Regions from separate parts of the Sus scrofa genome. Here all the other regions are linked to region 3. A link is a contact called in public Hi-C and promoter capture Hi-C data. All regions are on one chromosome and are shown on one strand. Each heading gives the region's core, a stretch centred on a gene start, on an enhancer-like site or on the middle of the called end of the contact. The rest is flanking DNA. Distances are from core to core; before and after follow the strand shown.

Region 1 (3,842 bases), core at 379-2,878, 450 kb after region 3:
CAAAGCATTTTATATACTCAAAATGGATAATAGCTCCTTATTGACTTCAAGGCAAAACATAAATTAGTTTCATTTTCAAGATTTTTTCCTACTTGGGCTTAAAACTGTCTTACTACCTACTGTTTTGAGAACTCCCTCAAGCCAAGCTGATCATTCCCCCAAAGTATCATGATGATTTCCACTTCTGCTCCTTTTTACTTGTTCTCCACCCAAAACGATCTTCTTTCCAAGGCTTAACTCCATTTCCACCTTCATGAAGCCTTCTTTAACCATCTTAGCTCACAGTGATTATCCCCTCCTCTAACTTCTATCATTTGTCTATGTGTCTTACTTTAATAATTTATTAGTGCAAACTCCAATAAATTTTTCTGAACCTCTCTAAAGCACATTTACTAGACACATGTAATGGTTTACTTGGTGCTAAATTCCTTATAAAGTATTACACAATTTATTCCCTTCTTTTCACATCCATCTTCTTTATTCCCAAGTAACAGCAAATCTAAAGTCATTCTTCTGGTTAAAACCTCTGATGGCTCCAAACCCTTTCGCTTGATGAGACCCTTCACCACGTGCCTCAGTTCATTCACAGATTCATCATGTCCCCCCCCCCTTATTAGAACCATCATCTGCTATTTGCCTTGTAAGTAAACACCTCCTCTTCTTTCTAGATCCAGCTCAAAAGTCACCTCCTGTCTATTACTTTCCCTAACACTACTGAGCGGGACTGACTGAATTACCATTTATGCTTTCATGAGCCTGTAATACAGTCTTATTTTCTACCAATTACACTGTAACGTTTCTATTACTATTTCCATGACTCCTCCTGCCCCACCACTGAGTTCGTTCAGTACAGAGTTCGGTCTCATTCATCTCCATTCTGCATTCCTGCAAGCAAACCTGGGATCTAGTATAAACTATATGCTGAACAAACACCTGTTCAACAGAATTATTAGGACTTTAAAAATAAGGGAAGCCTATTTTTATGAGCCTGGAGCCTCCCTGGTGAAGCACGCACCACAGAGTAAGCCTCATATAGGGCTGGTCAGGGGTAGGGGAGGCCCTGACAGCCAAACTGACAAGAGCCTCGTCTCACACACCAGCTCAGCTACCGCCTAAGGGTGGGAGCCGAATACGACTGAATGAACATAATATCGTGCCAACTAAGAGGCAGTAGCACAGTCAGACGGCCTGACAGACTAACCAAAGGTAGTAGCACATCCCAACCAAAGGCAAGAAGAAATGCTGGCCGGCTTCGTCATCTTCGAAGAGAAGGAAAGACGCGACCCAAGGGCCATAAAAACGCCGAGCACGCGCTTCGCGCCACTCCTCTGGCGGAGGATGACGGGAAAGGGGCAGGCCAGCTGAAAGCCTCGCAGAGAGCGCGTGCGCGGCAGTCCTTCCGCCCCCTCCTCCTCCGCCCCCTCCTCCTCCCTCCCCTCCTCCTCCGCCCCCTCCCCCACACGCCCCCTCCTCCTCCGGCCCCTCCCCCACACGCCCCCTCCTCCTCCGGCCCCTCCCCCACACGCCCCACACTATCAACCCCCTCCCCGCCACTTGGCCCCGCCCAATCACCCTAGGCCCCAGCTGGCTTTCGCCGAGTACGCACGCGCAGCAGCTCCATTTCCCCCCTCTCCCCTCACGAGGCCCCACCCTCTCACCCTAGGCCGCCGAGAGCCTGCCGGCTAGTACACGTACGCGCGCCGGAGTCGGCCCTCCTAGACACGTGACTCCCGACTCCACGCTTCCTCTGCTTCAGCAGCTACTGCCAGAATAAGGCGTTATGGCTTCCGCCATTCCCCACGCTGCTTGTCTCTCTCCACTCTTTCCCCTTCTCCTGTTCCTCCTGTTTCTCTCTGCTCCGCAAGGCGGCAGCGGCCTGCACACCAAGGGCGCCCTTCCCCTGGATACAATTACTTTCTACAAGGTAACGCGGCGGGGGACATCGCGCGCAGGTGCAGCCAGAGCTCCTAGGGCAGCGCCCACCCGTGGGGGACGCTGGGTACAGCTAGCTGGCGGGAGGTGGTCTGTAGCAATGATCTCGTGGGTTCCCACCGCCTTGCAGGGCTGGTGGACTTTGGGCCGAGGCCGTATCTTGGCCTTGGAGCATGCATGATCCATGGTCACCACGCACCTTTGCCTTTGCAATATTTATACTTGCTTCCTCCTTTGCAAAAGAACTGCAGAAATGGAGCTGAGGGAGCAGGGTGCCCCTTCCCATCACCTGTGGGAAGAGGGAGGTGCCAGGTGAGCCCAATCCTCGGGTCCAAAGTAGAGAAACCTGGAGGGCAGTTCGAAGCGGACGCCACTGTGTTGGGCAGGGGTGGAAACCCTGCTTGTTAACCTGCACTTCAGCGCCCCTCTTTCCTTGGCATGGATTTCAGCCACTGTCCAGATATTCTGCCTCTCCATAAAAAGTGCAAGCTTTGAGAATAAGCTTCAGTTCAACCACTCTGTAGTGAATGTCTTGGGCCTGGTGGCAAAATCGGGTCAAGACTTGGAAGGATTAGCTACAATCCCCACCTCCGTATTCACAGAATTGGGGTCCTGGCCTCGGTACGTGGAAGGTGGAAATATGGAAAGCTGAATGCAGTCCCAGTCCCCTGATCTTTCACCTTTCTTCACCCACTGGCACCTTAACTTCACCTGTGAGACGGGCGAGCTAAGTGTTGAGAGAGAACCAGGCGTTTTATTTTAGTCCATGCTCATTGCTGGGAAGTGAAACCAAGAAGTATCTATCTATCTCAAGTGATTGAACTCTTCCCCTTTTCGAAAGGGTTCCTGTTCCTGAAGTTGGTACCTGTGACTCATTCAAGGCAAATTTTCAAGAATGTAAAAGTGTAGGTGTATGGAGTTGCCATTGTGGCTCAGCGATAATGAACCCAACTAGTGCCCAGAGGATGTGGGTTCGATCCCTGGCCTCGCTCAGTGGGGTAAGGATCCAGTGCTGCCAGTGAGCTCTGGTGTCGTGATATCTGGTGTTGTTGCGGCTGTGGCGTAGGCCGGCAGCTGCAGCTCCAGCTCCAATTCCACCCCTAGTCTGGGAACCTCCGTATGCCGCATTGCGGTCCTAAAAAGAAAAAAAAAAAAAGTGTAGGTTGGCTGGCTGGTTGTCAGGCACACGCCACAGCAGAGCCCTTTGGAGGTCTTTATTGGCAAAGTGACACCCCTACCACCCATAGGTGAAAATGAGATAACGTGACAAACCAAGTGTGACTCAGGGAGAAACTGCACTGTTGCTGCGTCTCCATCTTTACAGCTACCACAATAGCCTCAGTGGCCTCCCTGTTTTTACTCTTGAGCTTAGGGTATTTACACAGTACCCTAAGTCCTACATGATCTGAGCCTTGCTTCCTTCTCTTCTAATCTAACCATTCTCCTCTTTGTCCTCTCTGCTCCAGCCACAGGTATCACACATCTGTCCTTTGGCAATTCCTAGCTCATTACTTACTGCCTTAGGCCCTCTGCACTGGCAGATCTTTGTGACTATAACATTCTTTGCTCAAACTTTGTTTTTTTGTTTTTGTTTTCTTTTTAAGGCCGTACCTGCAGCATATGGAAGTTCCCAGGCTAGGGGTTTAATCAGAGCTGCAGCCATTGGTGTATGCCCCAGCCACAGCAACACCAGATCCGAGCTGTGATGCAACCTACACCATAGCTCATGGCAGGGCTGGATCCTTAACCCACTGAGAGAGGCCAGGTATTGAACCCGAATCCTTATGGATACTAGTTGGGTTCTAACCTGCTGAGCCACAACAGGAACTCACCTTTGGTCAATCTTCGAAAAGCTGGTTGCTCCTCATCATTCAGGCTTGCCTTTAATGTTACTTTCTCAGATTTTCCCC
Region 2 (4,053 bases), core at 826-3,325, 310 kb before region 3:
CCTGGCCCAGGTAGAAGTAGATGAAGTGTTTGGTTTCATGTGTCACGTAACTACCGAAGTTCCTCCCCACAATGCAGTGCCAAGTGGGGTTGTACTTCTTGTCAAACTCCTGGGGGGAGGGAGAAAAGAAAAAGAGAACACTAGAATTTTAGCGCTAAACCAGAGGTCAGAGTTTGCCTCCTAGATAAGCAAAGCCTGTAGGGGCAGAAAAGAGGAACGTCAGCATCTGCACATTCTTAGAATGAAAGAATGTTCCCCAGCTTTTTATCGCCTACATAGTGCATTAATGCAAACATACTTGCAATCTGATCTGAGCTGGGAACAACAGGGGTTGGGGAGGTAAAAGTCAGAAAGGACAGCCTCAAAAATAGTGCTTTGTTATTGTGGTAATTACACCATCATTAACTTCTAGAATATTCTTATTCATTAACAGCAGGTGACATCAACAGTTCTAGTTTATGTTTTTGTGTCTTAACATAACTATCCTACTGTATGACATGCACCCCCAGGTCCAAGAAAATAATATTTAGCGCAAAATACTGCCCTGTAACTCATTCCAGGATCATGTGAAAAGACTTCTAAACAACAAAGCCTCAATTAGCATCTAATCCGCTGTGGGTTAAAATTTTAAGTGGACAAGACACTTGGCTCTCCACTGTCCCTATAAAGAATGATGAAGAACCTGACAGCCAACTGAGCAAATTTTATTTTTAATGTCAATAGCCCTTCTGCTTCCATCTATACTGATGGTGCTAATCTACTACCTGGTTCTCAAATATAGCAAATTGCAGCCACAAATTTTCCAGAGCCCACCCTCGAGTGTTAATTTTTCACTTGGTTACCCTAGGCAGAGGCCAAAACTAATCTTTCTCTATGAAAGTCTTACAAGTCTCTGGTGAGTTAGGCAAAATTTGGCTACTCTTGTACTTCAGCAGGGACATCTTTTAGATTAAGGGGAAAAACATTCTTATAAACTAGACCAATGCATGCCTGCCTTTGTCAAAAGATATTTATTTCTGTTCCATCTGAAGTCTTTCATCGTCTCATTCCCCACTGGAACCCTCCCACGGCTTAGGCTGCCAGCTTCCTTCCCTTCTAGAAAACAGAGCTCGAGAAGTTGGCAGGCCTGCCAGCTTTCTACAGACTGCCATTTACCAATCCCCCACCATCACTACCACCCACTTTCCCCTCAACTGCCGACTGACTCCCCACTGGAGGTTGGCAAGATCTCCCTCCGGTCCTGCTGGAAACACCCACGCAGCTCCCCCCTCCCAAACACCCAGATGGATCCTCCGCGCAGCAATCACGGAGAAAGGAGAGCCGCTGCTCCCTGATCCTAGAAACCGTTGCTAGGTGGCGCTTTACCCGCGGAGCTGGGTAATAAAAAAACTTCGGGCGCTCAGGGTCTAATATTCAGGAGAAGCGCAAAAATCATGTGCATCCTTTTCTAGAAACCTCTATACCCGCGCTGCCTTGTGTGCCCCCAGGATCTCTGCAGCGTGCTGGGTCGCAGGATCAAGGAGATGGAACTAGATTGTTACTCTCCCCAGCTGTGCGTAAACTCCCCGAGCCCCCAGCCCGCGCTCTGTCCTCACCTTCTTGATATGGGCCGCAATGTCCTTCTCTATATTATATTTCTCCAGTGCCTGAGTAGCACACTCCACCGAATCCTGTTGCATCTCCTCCGACATATCGGCATTTTTGATCACGGCCTTTCGGTCACACATGGTTACCTGGGGGGCAAGGCCCGGGCAAAGGGTAAGGAATTGAGGTGTCGGCTGCGTCTGCAAAGCGCCTGCTTCCCAGGCCCGCTCTGCCCGCCCCACGCCACCCCGGGACGACGCCCCCCACCCCGCCTCTCAGGAAGCGCCGGCCGCGCGGACCGAAGAAGCCCTGCGGGGGACGAAGCCAGGTAGCGGAGTACCCCCTCCCGAGCCTTACCAAGTAGCAGCGGCTGGCCGACTGCAACGGTCTCCTGGGGGAGGGGCTGCGGAGGATCAGACCCGTCGGGAGAGGCGGTCGCTACCGAAGCCGTGGCGCATCTAAGCAGCCCCACTCCAGCCGCCGCCGCCTAGTGCCTAAGCCCCGCCCTGTTCCCGCCGGCCCCGCCCCCCGCCGAACGCCCCTATTGGCTTGACTCAGCCCCTAAGACTCTCCCATTGGCCCAGGGACTGAATGGTTCCCTCAGGATCTTTCTCCTGCATTTTGTTGCAGACCACAATGCACCGCTCTCGGCGTCCGTTGCCCCGGCAATGGGCCACACGCGGTGCGGGCCCAAACACCCCTAAGGTGGTGCAGTGGCTGAGTAGCGAGGACCACCCAGCGGCTAGGGTAGTCGAAGGGGTTGTCCTCCCAAACCAAGAGAAGTGATTCTCAATTTACAGAGGTTGTCCCAGGGTGTGTTCTCCAATAAGGATAGTCTTGGGAAGTTGGGTATCCTACATTCCTCCCTACCTCCACCCCACGTCAAAAGGATTTTCCGATTCTGAGGTAGCGATTCCCTTCATTGAAAAGGTATCTGTGAGGGGAGGCAGGGCCGGCTTCGTGGGGAAGTGACCAGTGCAGTCGCAGAAGAGGAGCCTCGGGGTTTGGTTTTATGCTCTGTGATCTCATTCTTGAAATTCTTATTAATTTGTCTTAAAAAGGGACGCCACATTTTCATATTGCATTGGGCCAGCCAGACTTACTCTGAAACATGGCGGCAGTGGGGGGTTGTGGTTTGGAAGTCCTGAAGAATGAGAGAGGGTTTCCTTGTGAATTAAGAGATTATCCGCAAGAGTGGGGCCTCCCTGCTGGGCAATGCTAACTTCCTTTTAAGGGGATGGAGGACCTTCCCAATGGATTTGGAAGTGTTAATCCTGAGTGTGTGTGTCAAGGGTGGGGCATCTTGCTCAGATGAGGCCATCTTTCCTGTGGGAGTTTCTTGGTGGAGATTTATCTCTGGGGCCAAAGTGGATAGAAAGGCATCCCTCAGAGGTATTTTCTCTAGTTTAGGAAGACTAACTGCTTAAGTGGTTAGAAAAAGCAAGGGGGGATTGGGGAGCAGGGTCAGTCATTTACTAGCTGTTTGAACCTCAGTTTTCTAATCGGAAAAGGGGGACTAAATATAAAAGGAAACCACTTAATATGCTTGTTGAGAATATTAAATAAACTAATGCATTTGAAATTCTTAGCACTACTTGGGGCACATAGTAAGGGTTGGAAGAATCTCACCAGTAACTGTCAGCTTATGGAACAGTTACGGCAAGGGCAAGGTTTTCAACAACCAACACTTAAATGCCTAAAATGGGGGGGAGGGGGTCGTTTGCTTTTTGTTCTTTTGGTTTTCTTGCTTTTTAGGGCTTCACCTGCGGCACATGGAAGTTCCCGGGCTAGGGGTCAAATTGGAGCTACAGCTGCCAGCCTACACAACAGCCACAGCAACTTGGGATCCGAGCCAAGTCTGCAACACACACCACAGCTCACCACATCGCCAGATCTTTAACCTACCAAGCAAGGCCAGGGATCAAACCCACATCCTCATGGATACTAGTTGGGTTCACAAAGAGAATTCCACCTTTAATGTGTTTTAGAACTTCCGTAAACAAGTTATCAATTTAATAACGCAATCAGAAGCTTTGTTTACATTTTTGCCTGTTTCTACTTGACCACTCAGTCTCATTAACCCAGAGACTTACAATTTGATCAGAGGCACACAGATGGGAATAACAGAAACTCAGGTACAATTTATGCATATCAGTAAAATCAAATTAAGAGGCTCTTCCCAATTTCAGGTTTCCAGTAGTGGAATTATGGATTTGAGGAGTTAAAGGATGGGTCACTCCTGAAGAAGAAGTTGAAAGTAGTTCTATGCGTCACTCCTGAGGAAGAAGTTGGATGGCTGGGTTAGTGCTCCTACCTGACTTGTGCGTATGGTTCAGAGCTATGGAATCTGATGTGATGCCAGACAGGCCTTTACTTTTCATGTATATATATATATATATATATATATATATATATATATGGAAAAATATAAAATCCCTCTGATCTATGGCTTGGCCAGCTTCTCCTTGT
Region 3 (4,112 bases), core at 839-3,338:
TTTCAAAGCTAGCATTTGAAGCAAAGTCTCTCTGACTCCAGAGCAGGTTGAGGAGATGATCTAGAGTGACTTCCTGCCTCACTGTATGGTCAGGATGGAGCGTGCTTGCCTGGGGGAACACTCTGAGGCTTCTTTCTTCCCTTTATTTCTTAAAACTGTTGGATCAACAGGGGATCCCACTAACCTTTCCCAGCAAAGAAGGACCATTTTTGTCAGTGGTTATATGAGCTGCCCTCCCAGCTGGTACCTTCAGATCCCAAGTCCCTGTTCTTCTGCCATCTCAGTTCCTGGAAAAACAACTCAAAGCTTGAGTCAGACACTCCATATATTGTTCAAGGATCTTCTCTGTAACATTGTTTATGACAACAAGAAATTATAACATGAACGCCTATCAACAGCAGGAGTAGTTCAATAGTACCACCACACACACACACACACACACACACACACACATTTTTTTTTTTTGTCTTTTTATTTGAGGGCTGCATCCGCAGCAGCATATGGAGGTTCCCAGGCTAGGGATCAAATCGGAGCTTTGGCTGCCTGGCAAAACCACAGCCACAGCAACATCAGATCCAAGCTGAGTCCTACACCACAGCTCACCGCAACACCGGATCATTAACCCACTGAGCGAGGCCAGGGATCGAACCCTCTTCCTCATGGATACTAGTTGGATTTGTTACCACTGACACAATGGGAACTCCAGTATCACCATATATATATGATGGAGTGTCATACCCATGCAGCTGTGATGACAGAAGGCCCAAGTATGTTGTTAAAGAGAAAAAGCAATTTAAGTGTATGCACAGGCAAAGGAAATTAATTGAAGGACATTTATTCATTCAACAAATATTTGTTAAACTTAAAACATTTAACTTTTAATAAATTTATTAACAGGGTTTGTTTACATGTGAGGAATGGGTCTGAGGGAAAAGCAGTAATTTGTACTTTTTGGTAACCTTCTGTATATATTTAAAAACCAAGAGAATTACTTTGTATAAAGTCAAGGTAAAAGGAAGTTTGAGAAAGCAAGTAGAAATATATAAAAGGTACTTCACTAGAAAGTGAGAGGGACATACAGAACTTGTAACAAATTTTTTTCTCTTCAGTTCTGTAAATGAGGATGGCAAGAGGCGCATTCTACTTTTAGTGCAGGTGGGAACTTACTCTACAACCGGAAAAAAACTGGGTCTGATGATAAACCGAATACCGCTTAACTTCTGCAACCCAGGTCTTCCTACCACGTGATTTGGAAAAGTGGTGTATCTGTAGATGGTGTGAAATTGAAGCTGCAGGAGCTGCTGCTGTCGATCTGCGGGGTTCGTCACCTCCCAGGCTCAACGTCATGTTGGACAGGACCCTGAATCTGGTATCACCCACCCCGTTTTATCAACAAGGCAACTCAAGCTCCAATAGGTCTCTGGGCTAGGATGGGACTTCTCCCCAGCACTGACGTCAAAGCCATACACCTAACACGTTACTCCCCAGCGGGCGACTCCGGTCCTGTACACACCGCAGCCTCCAGCCGCCTCGGCGTCCTGTCCATAGGCTCGGGAGACGGTAGGGGGCCGGAGCTAGCACCCCGGAGGCGGCGTCCACGCAGAAGGGGGCGGAGTGTCCGAGTCCCCAGCCCCGAGAAACCGGGAGCTCGGCGTAAGCCCCGCCCCAGCGGTCACTGCCAGTCTTTTCCTCTCCGCAGCGCTTGCGGGTCTTGAAGATGAAGGAGCGGGTCTTTTCCGGGCCACGGCCGGACTTCTTCCTCATTCTAGGCTTCTTCCAATTAGGGTTCCACCGCAGCTCTGCTCTCCGAACCCTCCAGGCCGCGGGCTGCGGGCTGCGGGCGGCGGCGGCTGCTGTGATCGGCGAAAAGACGCAGGAAAGGCCAGCCCTCGCCCGCGGGACTCTGCCTGGGCGCACGCGCAGTGCGTGAGCGCGGAGAGGGCGCGGCTGGCTGCGGCCGCGGCTGCGCAGAGGCGGGGACAGGCGCTGCGCCTGCGCAGTGGCGGGGCGGGGCGGGAAGGAGGGAGGCGGTGGCAGCGGCGGCGGCTGCTGAAGAGGAGGAGGAGGAGGAGGGGGAGCGGAGGGAGGTGTTTCTGTCAGTTCCGGCTGTTTGTTCGGGAAGTGGATCCGCCGCTGCCGGAGCAGCCCGGAGGGAGCTGCGGATCGCGAGGCCAGCACCGACCCCGCCCGCCCGCGCGCGCCTCCCCCGCCCGCCATGGCCCGGGACTACGACCACCTCTTCAAGCTGCTCATCATCGGCGACAGCGGTAAGGGCCGCGGCGGCCGGAGGCGGCGTGGGCCCTGCCGGGCGCGGCCCGCAGGGGCCTCGGGGCGGGCAGACTGGCGGGGAGGTGCCGGCCCGCGCGGGGCGGGTGGGGCAGCCGGCGGCTGCAGGGGCGCGCGGAGGGGCTCGGGGCGGCTCCGAGGTGAGGCTGGGGCGCGGGGATACGGAGCCGAGGGGCCGGGTGCGCGGGGCTCGGGGCTGGGCTCCCGGTCCACTGGTCGCGCCGGCCCCTGCCTCACGTGTGACCTTGGTCAAGTCGCGCGGTGTCTGGAGTTGGAGGGACCCAGGTTCGAGTCTCGGGACTACTAGCTTCCTCATTCTGACCTTGGGCGAATTGTTTCGCCTTTCCGAGCCTCAGTTTCCTCATCTGAGAATTGGGGACTTGCCTCGTAGGGTGGTGTGAGTATTGGATGAGATAAAGCTGGAAAAGTGCTTAACACTCGACCTGGTGGAGTGAGCTAGCTCTAGGTAGATGTTAGCAATCGATGTGGTTATCAGTAGCCTTTGGAAGCTTCAGTTTCATCCTCTGTAAAATGGGGATATTCCCAGAACCTTCCTCATGAGATTCCTGTGAGGTTTAAATGAAGTAAGACAGGTAAAGCACTTCACTCAAGGACTGGCACATTCCTGCTGAATTATTATCTCTGTATGCTTCCGTTTCCTCATCTGTAAAAATGAAATAGTAGTACGATCTGCCTCACTGAGCTGATTGAGTATTCAGTGAGATATTGCACACACTATGTTGGGAAAAGTGTCTGACACATAGTGAGTTCTTAGTATATGTTTGCTGTTACGTATTGTACACTAGATGCTAGACAGATATTGGAGGTGGGTCTGCCAACATTACAAAAGTGCTTTGACCGTTTATACACTCCTAGAGAGCTTGGGGCAGTGCTCACTCTCCAGTGGCTAGTGCAGTGCCTGGCACCCAGTAGGTGCCTAATATATATTTGTCGAATGAATGAATGAATGAATATCAAGTACCCTCGGAAAAGCTAGTCTGGTTTCTGAGAAAGGGTGGAGGGTTTTTAGAGGTGTTTGGAGTGCGGCAGGTAAGCAGGTTTATTAAAGGGGTGACCAAGAGGTCAGGGAAGCAGGCCCCAGGAGGTTTCTGGGAGCGTAGCTGAGGCCCTGGGACTTTATGATGGGGAAGGAGGCTTGGGAAAGTGCCAAGTTTATAGACCAGACTTGAGTTGAATGTGGGCATCGAGGTCATGTGACTGGAGGCAGAGGCCAGGTTGGTGGTGGAGCTCATGGATTATTAAGGAAAGAGGGGAAATCAAAGGTGTTGTCAGTAACTGATGTGGCGGTGTTGTGACAGCTGGGCCAGGAAAGTGGGTGGGTTTTGGTCTTGTTGTGGAGCTGGATTGGGACGGGGCTGATGGTTTGGATAAGGTGAAGGGTATCTGGGGTTTCTGTGATTGCTGGTGGAAGGGAGAAAAGTTAGGGGCTAACTAGGGAGATGAAGAGTAGCTGTGGCTGACAGAGGAGTTAGGAAGGTGGAGTGGTTTGAATGAAAGAAAACTAGAGAAGCTGTAGCCTTGCTTTTGGAGAAGGCCTATGGTGTTTCATGGGGTCCTGAGGCTTATGCCTTTCAGGATTTGATTTCAGCCCTCACCTTGGTTCTCAGGGGCTGGCACAGGGTGATTTCTGTCCTTTTGGAGTTAGTCAGCCCACCATAGTCAGGTCCTTATCCTTCTACAAGACATCTGAGGCCTGTGTGTTGATATTCAGAAATGGATAGCTCAGCAAGAAGATGCAACTTTTTGGCTTTTCTCCCCCAAGAAACCCAGGAGATGGTTTTGGCCACCTATCTCGCTGTACGTTT

The links. Promoter capture Hi-C pulls out the DNA fragments that hold promoters and counts their contacts. Hi-C and Micro-C count contacts between places; a contact is called where the count stands out from the background.
Region 1: a contact with region 3 is called in a promoter capture Hi-C map of liver, with 1.9 times the contacts expected there. The contact joins the promoter of TMEM116 here to the promoter of RAB35 in region 3. A contact is called at or near these places in 2 of 5 promoter capture datasets (fetal liver and liver), 1 of 47 Hi-C or Micro-C datasets (skeletal muscle) and 1 of 2 datasets of contacts at active chromatin or transcription factors (alveolar macrophages).
Region 2: a contact with region 3 is called in a Hi-C map of liver, with 8 times the contacts expected there. The contact joins the promoter of DYNLL1 here to the promoter of RAB35 in region 3. A contact is called at or near these places in 3 of 47 Hi-C or Micro-C datasets (liver, mesenteric adipose tissue and skeletal muscle).

What each region holds. Positions count from the first base shown.
Region 1 is chr14:39,693,525-39,697,366 of Sscrofa11.1, reverse strand. TMEM116 (transmembrane protein 116) reads right to left here and starts at 1,628. Exons shown (of 12, transcript XM_021074212.1): 1 at 1,607-1,628. It overlaps ERP29 (endoplasmic reticulum resident protein 29), which reads left to right and starts at 1,619. Exons shown (of 3, transcript XM_003483432.3): 1 at 1,619-1,924. The coding sequence starts at 1,781.
Region 2 is chr14:40,453,976-40,458,028 of Sscrofa11.1, reverse strand. It overlaps DYNLL1 (dynein light chain LC8-type 1), which reads right to left and starts at 2,075. Exons shown (of 3, transcript NM_001195114.2): 1 at 1,942-2,075; 2 at 1,596-1,733; 3 at 1-109. The coding sequence starts at 1,727.
Region 3 is chr14:40,139,237-40,143,348 of Sscrofa11.1, reverse strand. It overlaps RAB35 (RAB35, member RAS oncogene family), which reads left to right and starts at 2,088. Exons shown (of 6, transcript NM_001243291.1): 1 at 2,088-2,267. The coding sequence starts at 2,216.